Linked DNA regions of Mus musculus: regions 1 and 2 are each linked to region 3. A link is a contact called in public HiChIP or PLAC-seq data. All regions are on one chromosome and are shown on one strand. Each heading gives the region's core, a stretch centred on a gene start, on an enhancer-like site or on the middle of the called end of the contact. The rest is flanking DNA. Distances are from core to core; before and after follow the strand shown.

The links. HiChIP or PLAC-seq counts read pairs in DNA pulled down with a chosen protein or histone mark.
Region 1: an H3K4me3 HiChIP or PLAC-seq map of bone marrow-derived macrophages shows a contact between it and region 3, with 3 times the contacts expected there. The contact joins the enhancer-like site here to the promoter of Dut in region 3. A contact is called at or near these places in 1 of 39 promoter capture datasets (the 3T3-L1 cell line), 1 of 484 Hi-C or Micro-C datasets (LSK cells), 3 of 115 datasets of contacts at active chromatin or transcription factors (bone marrow-derived macrophages, embryonic stem cells and extraembryonic endoderm stem cells) and 1 of 9 other capture datasets (embryonic stem cells).
Region 2: a contact with region 3 is called in an H3K27ac HiChIP or PLAC-seq map of embryonic stem cells, with 7 read pairs. The contact joins the promoter of Slc24a5 here to the promoter of Dut in region 3. A contact is called at or near these places in 1 of 484 Hi-C or Micro-C datasets (extraembryonic endoderm stem cells), 4 of 115 datasets of contacts at active chromatin or transcription factors (embryonic stem cells and extraembryonic endoderm stem cells) and 3 of 9 other capture datasets (embryonic stem cells, liver and pancreatic islet).

The regions. Positions count from the first base shown.
Region 1 is chr2:125,469,104-125,472,371 of GRCm38.p6, forward strand. All of the region lies in intron 4 of Fbn1 (fibrillin 1), which reads right to left. Among named protein-coding and RNA genes, the nearest start is that of Fbn1, 36 kb to the right of the region's middle. Within about 2 kb of position 1,723, at least 57 of the 459 cell types and tissues checked have an H3K27ac peak or open chromatin away from gene starts, as enhancers often do. A contact at or near this core is called in bone marrow-derived macrophages, where this site is marked.
Region 2 is chr2:125,066,821-125,069,773 of GRCm38.p6, forward strand. It overlaps Slc24a5 (solute carrier family 24, member 5), which reads left to right and starts at 1,307. Exons shown (of 9, transcript NM_175034.3): 1 at 1,307-1,481; 2 at 1,952-2,131. The coding sequence starts at 1,361.
Region 3 is chr2:125,245,713-125,248,802 of GRCm38.p6, forward strand. Dut (deoxyuridine triphosphatase) reads left to right here and starts at 1,803. Exons shown (of 6, transcript NM_023595.6): 1 at 1,803-2,184. The coding sequence starts at 2,036.

The sequences.
Region 1 (3,268 bases), core at 473-2,972, 220 kb after region 3:
AGCAACGATGTTTGATGGACAGAGAGTTGAACTTAGAAAGCGCTGCTCATTTAAACTGTAACGTTAAATGAAAGACCATCAGTATTTCAAATCCATTCTGTGTCACATTCTCACCTAGAGAAGTGTGCATTTCTAAATCCTAGACTATGGGTGGATACCATCAGACCTGAGACAGACAGTGATATGCTAATGCAGTGACACACTAAAAGTGGAGTCTTAGAAATATCTGGTAGACCCTCCTATGAGAGATGTCCATAGTCACAGAACATGCTCTCTCCTCTAGCATGTAAGCTATCTTGTGCTGGTAGCATTTTCAAAAGGTCCAGCTGATCCCTAGTTGCTAGAAGCAGTAACTACCCTACCTAGAGGAGACTAAAGGCTTGGCTAAGGGAATCATGAGTCCTGTTGACACTTCTCAATATGAGGCCATAGTTGGAAGCTGGAGTTTTGGCTTTTTTTCTGGTGTGTCCTATGTGTGGGAGTCAATTCCCAGTGGAAATGGCTCAGCAGGGAACAGAGGTCTGTCCCGACTATGCAGAAGCAGGAGTCAATGGGCTCTGAGCACTCTTAAGCTGTCTTCATGGAATGCGCAAGCCAGAGTACTCTTCCCCTTAGAGTACAAGAGAGTCCTCCCCACAGCCAACCTCATCTGTGAGAGGTCCTCGCAGCAGTGCTAAGAAATGACTACTTGGCTATGTGAGGAAAGGACATTTGTCTAAAGAGCTACAAATATTCAGAGGTCAACCTAGCCCGACAGCCGAAAAATGAAAAATTGAACTCCTATTCTTACTGCAGCCTCTCAGACACAAAGAGTTGAAAGTGATCTGCCTTTTCAAGAATCTTGCTCTCTTCCTGGAATGTCATAAAAGGCTCCATTTCTCCTGAGCTAGAAGATCCCTGCACCTCAGCACTCAAAGCCTCTCCAGTAGGGCCCTAAACAACCCATCAGAGCTCCCAGAACAGTCTCCTGACCTGGAAACAGATCATTCGGTCCCCTGACAAATAAATCTGAATGCCTACTATGAGTCATTAAAAATGCAAGGTATTCTGAGGTGGTCCCTTTGTGGAACCCCTCCTAACCTCTCCTGTTTCTTTGTCCCTAGCTCTCGGGGACCAAACTAAAGCTCTCATCAAATCCCACCAGTCTCCATCAGCCTTTAAATGCCTCTCTGTTTCTTTGCTCCTCTCTGACTTCTGCTCTGCCCTCCCTCCCAAGCCAGACGGGAGATGATGAAACCCTGCACATCTGGTTTGATGAGCAGACTGGAAGAGTAACCCAGGTTAAGAAGCTGCCCCGTGTGTCCCAGGTGCCTATATAGCTCTAAGAGGATAATGATTCAAACATTTTAACCTTTTTCCCTCCATCTACAAGCGCTAATAGCTCCCCCTGCTACAGACATCAAGCAAACCATGCAGACAAACGGTTACTTTAGGCTCCATTAAAGCCTCTAAGCCAAATGCTTTTTAACTCTAAAACAATCTACAAGTATAGAAAGGAAAAAATACGCTTAAGGCTTTGGATACTATTCTAAGTGGGTCAGGAAATGGTGTACAATTGCTTTAAAACTCAGTGCTATGCTTAGTTCCATGCTATCTTAGAAAAACAGCAAGGACTGGGAAAGGGCAGGAAATGACGTCATCCTTCGAGCAAACTCAGTGCACAAACTGATTTCAATTAAAGTGGCTCATGCCAAGGCCCGATTTCCATTCCCACACGAGCAACAAAGCCGCTTAGCTACTCTGCAATTTCAAACAAAAAAAGGAAAGAGTGACCAGTGGCTTGCACAGTGGCTTCCCAGTTACTTGTTCAAATTGAAAGTCAGGGCAAAATCTCCTTTCCAGGAAGAACAACTCTGTGTACACTGAAACGTGACAGATCAAAAGCCTCCCTTGATACAGCTTTCATTTCCTTAAACCCCCTCTTTCCAGTTGAAACTTCTCCAGGTTAAAAATATTCTTTCTCCTTTATAAAAAACAAAACCACCCTGTGAGACTTGGAAGGCCAAAAGTCATTGTGAGCCCAGTGGTCACGCTGCCCAGTGGGCCTTGGGGTTATCAGCAGAATGGAGGCCTCCATCACTGCTTTCATAGATGGGTCCTAGAGCTTAAGGAAAAAGTGTTCCTTTAAAAGTGGGAGCAAGCCTGGTATGTGGTTTGTCTGTACAAACACTCAGCACTGGGTAGACTGAGGCTGGCGTGTGGAAGTGTTGGCATACATTCAAGGCTAGCCTGGGCTACAGAGTAAATTCCCATAATCTACAGACTGAGACTTCATCTCAAAAGTTATTTTAGAAGGTGGGTGCAAACCTAGTATCTCTGACAAGGCTTTGCCTTTGCCGCCTAATCTGGAAATTGTTTAGAGGGACCAGACTATGAGTTCTACTCACACTCATAGGATGCAGTATCCATCAATGGATGTGCTAAAAAACCCATGTCAAGACACATGCCTAAACTCAACCCGTATTGAGATTTTACCAGAAACAGAATACTAAGAGAGTCTAAGCAGTCATTGTGCAAGTTGAAGCTGACCTGTGCAGTCAGACCCCTAATGAAAAAGTCCCATTAAAGATGGCCAGAGAACCTCTGATCATTTCACACCAGGATCCACAACCTAGAAGTAACAGACACGGCCCACATTTACCTGCAGCCACAAAAGGTCCCAAATAAGTATTGTATTCATTTCAGAATCGGTCCCTTCAATCACTCAACAAGCACCCACTGAAAATCTTCCATTGAGAAGGTCGCAGGAAGAGCTCAAAGCCTGTCTTTAGAAAGTGCGGTACAAACTCATTAAAATGACTAACTAGAAAGGAATGGCATGCATGCAGCACAGGAAGGGAAAGATGCAGGGCCAACATTTGGATCTCAACATCTCAACCATCACCCTCTAGGCAGGCTCAGCCCCCAGAGAGAGCATTAGGAAATTTTCAAATAAGCAACTGAATGTGTGCTTTAATTTCAGCACTGGGAAAAGCCCAAACAGAAAAATGAAATAGGCAGACCAAACTCTAGCCTCTACACCTGAGACAACAATCCACTGAGGTGGCCTGAGTCACTGCAAGACACAGACAGTTTTCATTTGGACCGATAATTCCCTTAGGTGCATAAACATCTGTGGGTGTCTACAGACTCACACAGCTTAAAACAAGGCCAGAGCACCTCCAAAACATAAAAGTCACCTGAGCTGTTCAGAAAAGTTTAGGTGAAGTATCATCTGCCATAAGTTTCCGTAAAGTCTGTGTAGAGAGAAAACTAATTCAACAAGTGT
Region 2 (2,953 bases), core at 57-2,556, 180 kb before region 3:
TTCTATGCCCGTGCCTCAGTGACCAGGCATCCCAGTCTCGGCTCCACAGGGCACATCCGGAAAGCTGAGTGTCAGAGAGGTTTCCACCAGGAAGGTGCTGGGTGGTTTTTAAACAGCGCAAGCTCATGAACAGCCAGGAGCAGCTCACTCTTTTACACCAGATGCAACAAGCTCTACATCAAAGGCTTGGCACCTTGATTTTTAATTTATCAGTTAATTCATTGTTTGATATTGCATATGTGCATATAATACATTCCTGTCACACCAATTTTATGTACAAAGCAAAGGAATCATAACAGTTGCAAAGCTACAGAATTTCTTCATGGCAGTTTTTAATCTCAGTCCAAGAAATAAGTAATGCCAGACAGGTGACAGAATAACAGAACAATGGCCCCACGGAAGAGACTGTCCTACAAAGGTTACATTTGCCATATAGTACGCACCAAACCAAAAGAGAGGTGATCTCTGCCTTATAGATAGTGGAAGGAAGGAACAGAGAGGTTAAGTACTTGCCTAAGGTCACACAGCTAAGAAACATTGCTTGAACTCAACCACCCTTGTGGTCTCCCCCAGACCCTGTGCCATCAGCCACAGGTTGCTCCACGGCTACAGGTTTTCAGGATCTTGGCAAACTACAGAATGCATTTGAATGCTGTCTGCCTTGTCCAATTAGCATTTTATACAGCTCCTTCTGGCAAAAAGCACAGCTGATCTATGATCAAACAGCATCCAGTCTGTCTCCTGAATAGTTCGTGGCGCTGTGGGCGGCTCTCAATCCCCATAGCTGCCACCTTCACTCACGCGGCCCTCATTTCCCAGTTCAACTGTTACAGTCACCTCCTAATTGACCTTTCTGTCTCTGGCTCTAACTGTAGATGAACATCCAAATAAAATTACAAAGCGTGCCCTGGTAGGCAGAGTATATATACACCTGCCCAAATAATTCCTAGAAACAACGGCTATTGGGAAGGGGGTGGAGGGCGGGGGGGGGGGGGGGGGGACAGCATCAAGCAAACCCAGGTCCTCTCAAATCTAGAGGAAGTCAAAGGCAGAGTCTGTGTGAAGATATTAAAGAGATCCGGCATGAGCAGAATTGCAGACTGCCTGGGCCTGCCATCAGAGTCCCGCATGGAAACAGCTGTAGTCGGTGTTTATCTGCACCCCTCCCTAACTCTTCCAACTTCCCTAGGACTTGGATCTCCTGATCAGAGAAGCCAGGCTGTCTCCCTTGCTGGCCTCCTAAGCTGCGACACCCCCCTCCCCCCGCAGGCACTGGGGAGGAAGGAGACTGCTCACATGATTCAGCATAAGTCTCCCTTGCTCCCTTCCTGAACCACACACTGCAAAGAGCACGCTGGAAATGCGGACAAAATGGGGCCCAACTTGGACAAGGAGGGTCCTGCTGCTGGGGATCTTTTGGGTCTCTGCATACCTGCCTGTCCGTGGTGTCTCCCTGCCCCCGCGCCTCCCAAGGGCCACAGGTAGGTGGCAGTGGGCCCAGACACCCCAGTCCCACGTAGAGATGTGGGATGGAGAGGGGAATGGCCTTGCCCCCTCCCCATCCCCGACTCCTGCTGTATCTGCTCTGCTTCGGAGCCCTGCCGAGGATGGGAAGCGCTCTTGATCAGCCAATGCGTCCTCAAGAGCGTTCTGTAGTAGTTCAGAGACCAAGGGGTGGACAGGGCTGCTCTTCTTATTGTTGGAGACATGATCAGTGCATTCTTCCCATTTAGAAGCAGACACAGAGAGGCGCTGTAATAATGCCTCCCTCCAACTCTCTTCTATCAGCTTATTTCATGAAATAATCTCTTACAAAGGCTATCTAAGGCTTTGAATCATACTCGTATTTCCACCAACTTCCCCATATCCCTCCCAAATACCCCAGTTTAGGCTTTGTGGGCTTCAGACGTGTGACTCCCACATCTTGTGATCTTTTCCTTTTCCTCGGCAGGAAACAGCACGCAATGTGCTGTCTCTCCAGCATCGGAGTTTCCCGAAGGGTTCTTCACCAAGCAGGAGAGCACGGATGGAGGTATCGTAATCTACTTCCTCATTATCCTCTACATGTGCATGGCCATCTCCATCGTCTGCGACAAGTACTTCTTGCCCTCCCTGGAAATCATCAGTGACTGTAAGTTGCCGGGAAGGTCTCCTATGACCTTCCGGAAGAGCTGTTGTCACACAGATGTGTCCATCTCAGCTGGTGGCAGAGCACCCATGTCTGTCCTGGGGTTCTGTGGGGTCCATCCTGGGAGTCCAGGCAGAAGCACGTTTTTTTCAGTTGTTATTATACATGGCTAGCTTCCAGAAGGTTCCTTTTGTTCCAGCACCCCAGGGGCTGTTAAGGAACAGCACCCCCCCCCCCCGGTTTTTTGTACCACTGGGTGCCTGGTCCTCACTGTTTTCTATTTCAAACCCTTTTCACTTGGGCTCTGTGAGTGGGGCAGAAGGAGATGTGGCCAAGGACCTCCTTTCTCTCTACTCCTTGACTGGCATCCTGCAGTTAAGAGAACTGAAATTCATGAACCAATAAGTAAATAAATTCTAAACTCCAAGTAATGGGACCTCAGCTATCAGGTAATAACAACCCTGGGTGCAAAGTGTTAGTAGATTCTGAAGATAAGCTCAGATACGCAAAGCCTGTGGCGCTGTAGATTTCCCAGAACTCTGAATAGGAAGCATCGCTTTGTGGATGCTCTGGTTCCTAACACGAGGAAAAATGATAGCTGTTCATCCACACGGAGCTGCCGAAGTCTGCAGCCTCTCTCAAAGCTGATTAAACTGCTGAGTATCTTCATTTCACAGCTAAATCAAAAGGAAGGGCTGTGTCCTTTCACAAGACTACACAGGGCAGAACAGCAGCACCCTTAACTCCATCCCACACATACATATGCACACCTAAACACACACACACACATTCACATAATGCCCCCCCACAAACATACAGACATAC
Region 3 (3,090 bases), core at 553-3,052:
CTGGTTGACTTCACTTAATCCTGTTTACAATGAACAGAAAGCTCTTGGATGAAAGGTCTGTGCTAGACCACACCACAACTAGAAACAGGTCTGTCCAGTAAATAACACAATCTGTGGGTTCATAGTGTGATGACATATCCTGCAATAAACAAAACGAAACACCAGGAGAGGTACTATATGGAAAGAAGTGGTTTGGTGTCAGGAAAATGGGGTAAGCAGTTAAGAACTGGAGAATTGTGGTCAAAGCATATACACATTTATATGCAAAACTGAAGAGAATATATGTTTATCTATCTGTTCCCGTGGACATGATTGTTTGTGTGTATAAGGTGCCCTCCAAAGCCAGAGGACATAGTTGGGTCTCCTGGAGCTTGAGTCACAGGCAGTTGTGAATCACCAATGTGGGTGTTGCTAACCAAACTGGGTCTGATACAGGAACACTGAGTGCTCTTAACAGCTGAACCATCTCTCCAGGCCCAACAATAATCTTGTTTTAAAGGATTAAGCACCAATATTAAGATTTCTGAGAAGAAATAATGCACAGGAGCCCTCCTTACTAAACAATGCGATCACCATCTGTCTTAGTGTTCTACTGCTGTGAAGAGACACCATGACCAAGGCAACTCTATAAAGACAGCATTTAACTGGGGGCTTTCTTACCGTTTCAGAGGGTTAGTCCATTATCATGGTGTGGAGCAGGCGGGCATGGTGCTGAAGCAGTAGAAGGGAGAGGGAGAGTGGGGAGGGAGAAGGGGAGGGGGAGAAGAGAAAAGGGAGGGGGGAAGGGAAGAGGGGGGGGCAGGCGCACCTGTGAGGGCTTTTGAAACTCACGGTTAGACTCCAAGAATACAAAGGCTGGATCAATTTCCCTCATGGACTTTGAATCTAACCAACAAGTAGACATTAGGCAAGAAAATACATGCATGTGCAGACTGTAATAAGAAGAAATGTAAATAAAAACATTCTGAGAGTAAAGAGCCTGGCCACCACAGGTCTAACCCTAAACCCACCTAAAGGTGGAAGGAACAAGGAGAAGATAACCTCGCACTGGCAATGACCTGCAAGACACACAGACACATCGTGGGACTGCACAATAACAGATGCTTTAAAAGAGCTTCAAGAAGTGTAGTGTATTGCACACCCATCAGGGGAACCAATCGCCCCAATATGTATAGTCGGTATTTCTATAAAAGTGCCTTGGGCCTTCTATTTATCTTGAAAATCGAAGTGCACCACAACTTGAGTTCCACGTGTTTATGGTATAGTCCAGATAAAACCGGAGACTCCAGAAAGATCTTTAATTATCCTCTCTGGAAAAAAAAAGTTTGACTCCCAACTACCGGCGAGGGGGTGGGGGTGGGGGTGGGGGTGGGGGTGGGGGTGGGGGTTGGCTCCTTGTTGCTTTGGCTGAGGTCAAGGAATTTTAAAATGCCCTGCAGGTCCGGTGGTGGAAGGCAAAAGATCTGTTCAGGTCAGGGCGAGGAAAAGCACGTAGGAGGGCCGCTAGGCGGAGCGCGGGGCGGGGCAGCGGCCTCAGGGCCTGCAGGGCCTCCAGCGCCATGCCTCTCCTAAGCGTGCTGCTGCGCGCCCGCCTGCAGGCCGCTCTGCTCCGCGGGCGTGCGCTCGGGTCGGCGCGGAGCCGGAGCTGCCGAGGAAGCCGAGGAGCTCCGGCCGGGAGCGCGCGCGCTGGTGAGGGGGTGGGGGGCAGGGGCGGGAGCGCGCACGGGGTGGGGAGGATTAGGGCAGTTCGAGAGAGCGCGCTAGTGGGGGAGTTGGAGCGGGAGCGCGCTTGGAGGGAGCCCTGGTCTGAGCAGGTAACGGTGAGCCAGGGCCTGGCCTGCAGCGCGGGGACGAGTCCATTGCGGACCCCGAGGAGGGGAGCCTGGCGAGGTCGGTGCCTCCTCTAGGCCGCGCTCGAGCCCTTTGCGGAAGGCCGCGTCCCCTGTCCTGCGCGGTGGGCTCGTCCAGGCGGGAGATTTTCGGCGGGTAGGCTCTCGCACGCTCATTGCTTTCTGCTTTTTCCACGCCCGCCGCCATGCCCTGCTCGGAAGATGCCGCGGCCGTCTCTGCCTCCAAGAGGGCTCGAGCGGAGGATGGCGCTTCTCTGCGCTTCGTGCGGCTCTCGGAGCACGCCACGGCGCCCACCCGCGGGTCCGCGCGCGCTGCCGGCTACGACCTATTCAGGTGAGAGCCGTGGCCCGACGGCAGGAATGCAAACACCGAGCCCGGGTGCAGTCGTGGCTCCGCAGAGACCTGAGTTCACCTTGAGCAAATTCAGTAGGGGTTTGGGCGAGCGGAAAGTAAAGGGTTATAACATTTCCAAAGCGTTACTGTGCAGCGTGCGCTCCACCCTTTCCAAGTGGAAGGTCCGGATGTGCAAGGCTTATTCTTGACCGAAGTGTGACTGTCTGCAGTGTGCACGTTAAAGTCTAGGAAAAGGATCTATGGAAGCTGTGTACTTCTCTTATCCCGTCCAAGGACTGGGAACTTAAGGAGCTCCATCCAGGGCTAGCTTATGAGGTGGCTCAGTGTAAAGTCACCAAGCCTAATGACCTGAATGTATGCATCTAACATGCCCTGTCTTGGGAGAAATTAGATACTATGGCCATTTTCTACATAAGCGGGTGTTTGCTGTGTATTGGGAATGGCTGATGTTACAGAGTGAAAATTCCGTGTGACTGAACGTACTCTTCTACCACATGCCAGACTTCCAGCGCTGCTCATTGTAAAGTCTGAAGTTTCGTTGGATCAGGAAGGGAGCTGCAGTAATAAGAGACTACAGTAGTATTTGGTAGATGGACTTTCTAAAATCGCTTGTGATCAGAGTCCACCCCCAAGAGCTGCTCTGGGAGACCAGCTCTCTTCGGCCACTGAAGTTCACAGCCATAGCGTGGAAGGCAGGGGGAATGCAGTGCATCTCTGCCTCTCACCTGTGTTTTTTTAACATTTTCTTCGGGAGGTTCATTCTCATCAAGAGAAGCGTTACAAAAGTAAAGTATAGGTTTATATGCGTTCGCAGGCTCGAAGTGTGCCTAGCGGAGTGAGGCCCATTGAGTGTTAGATGTTTGCTCTTTGGTTGGCTTTTCATAT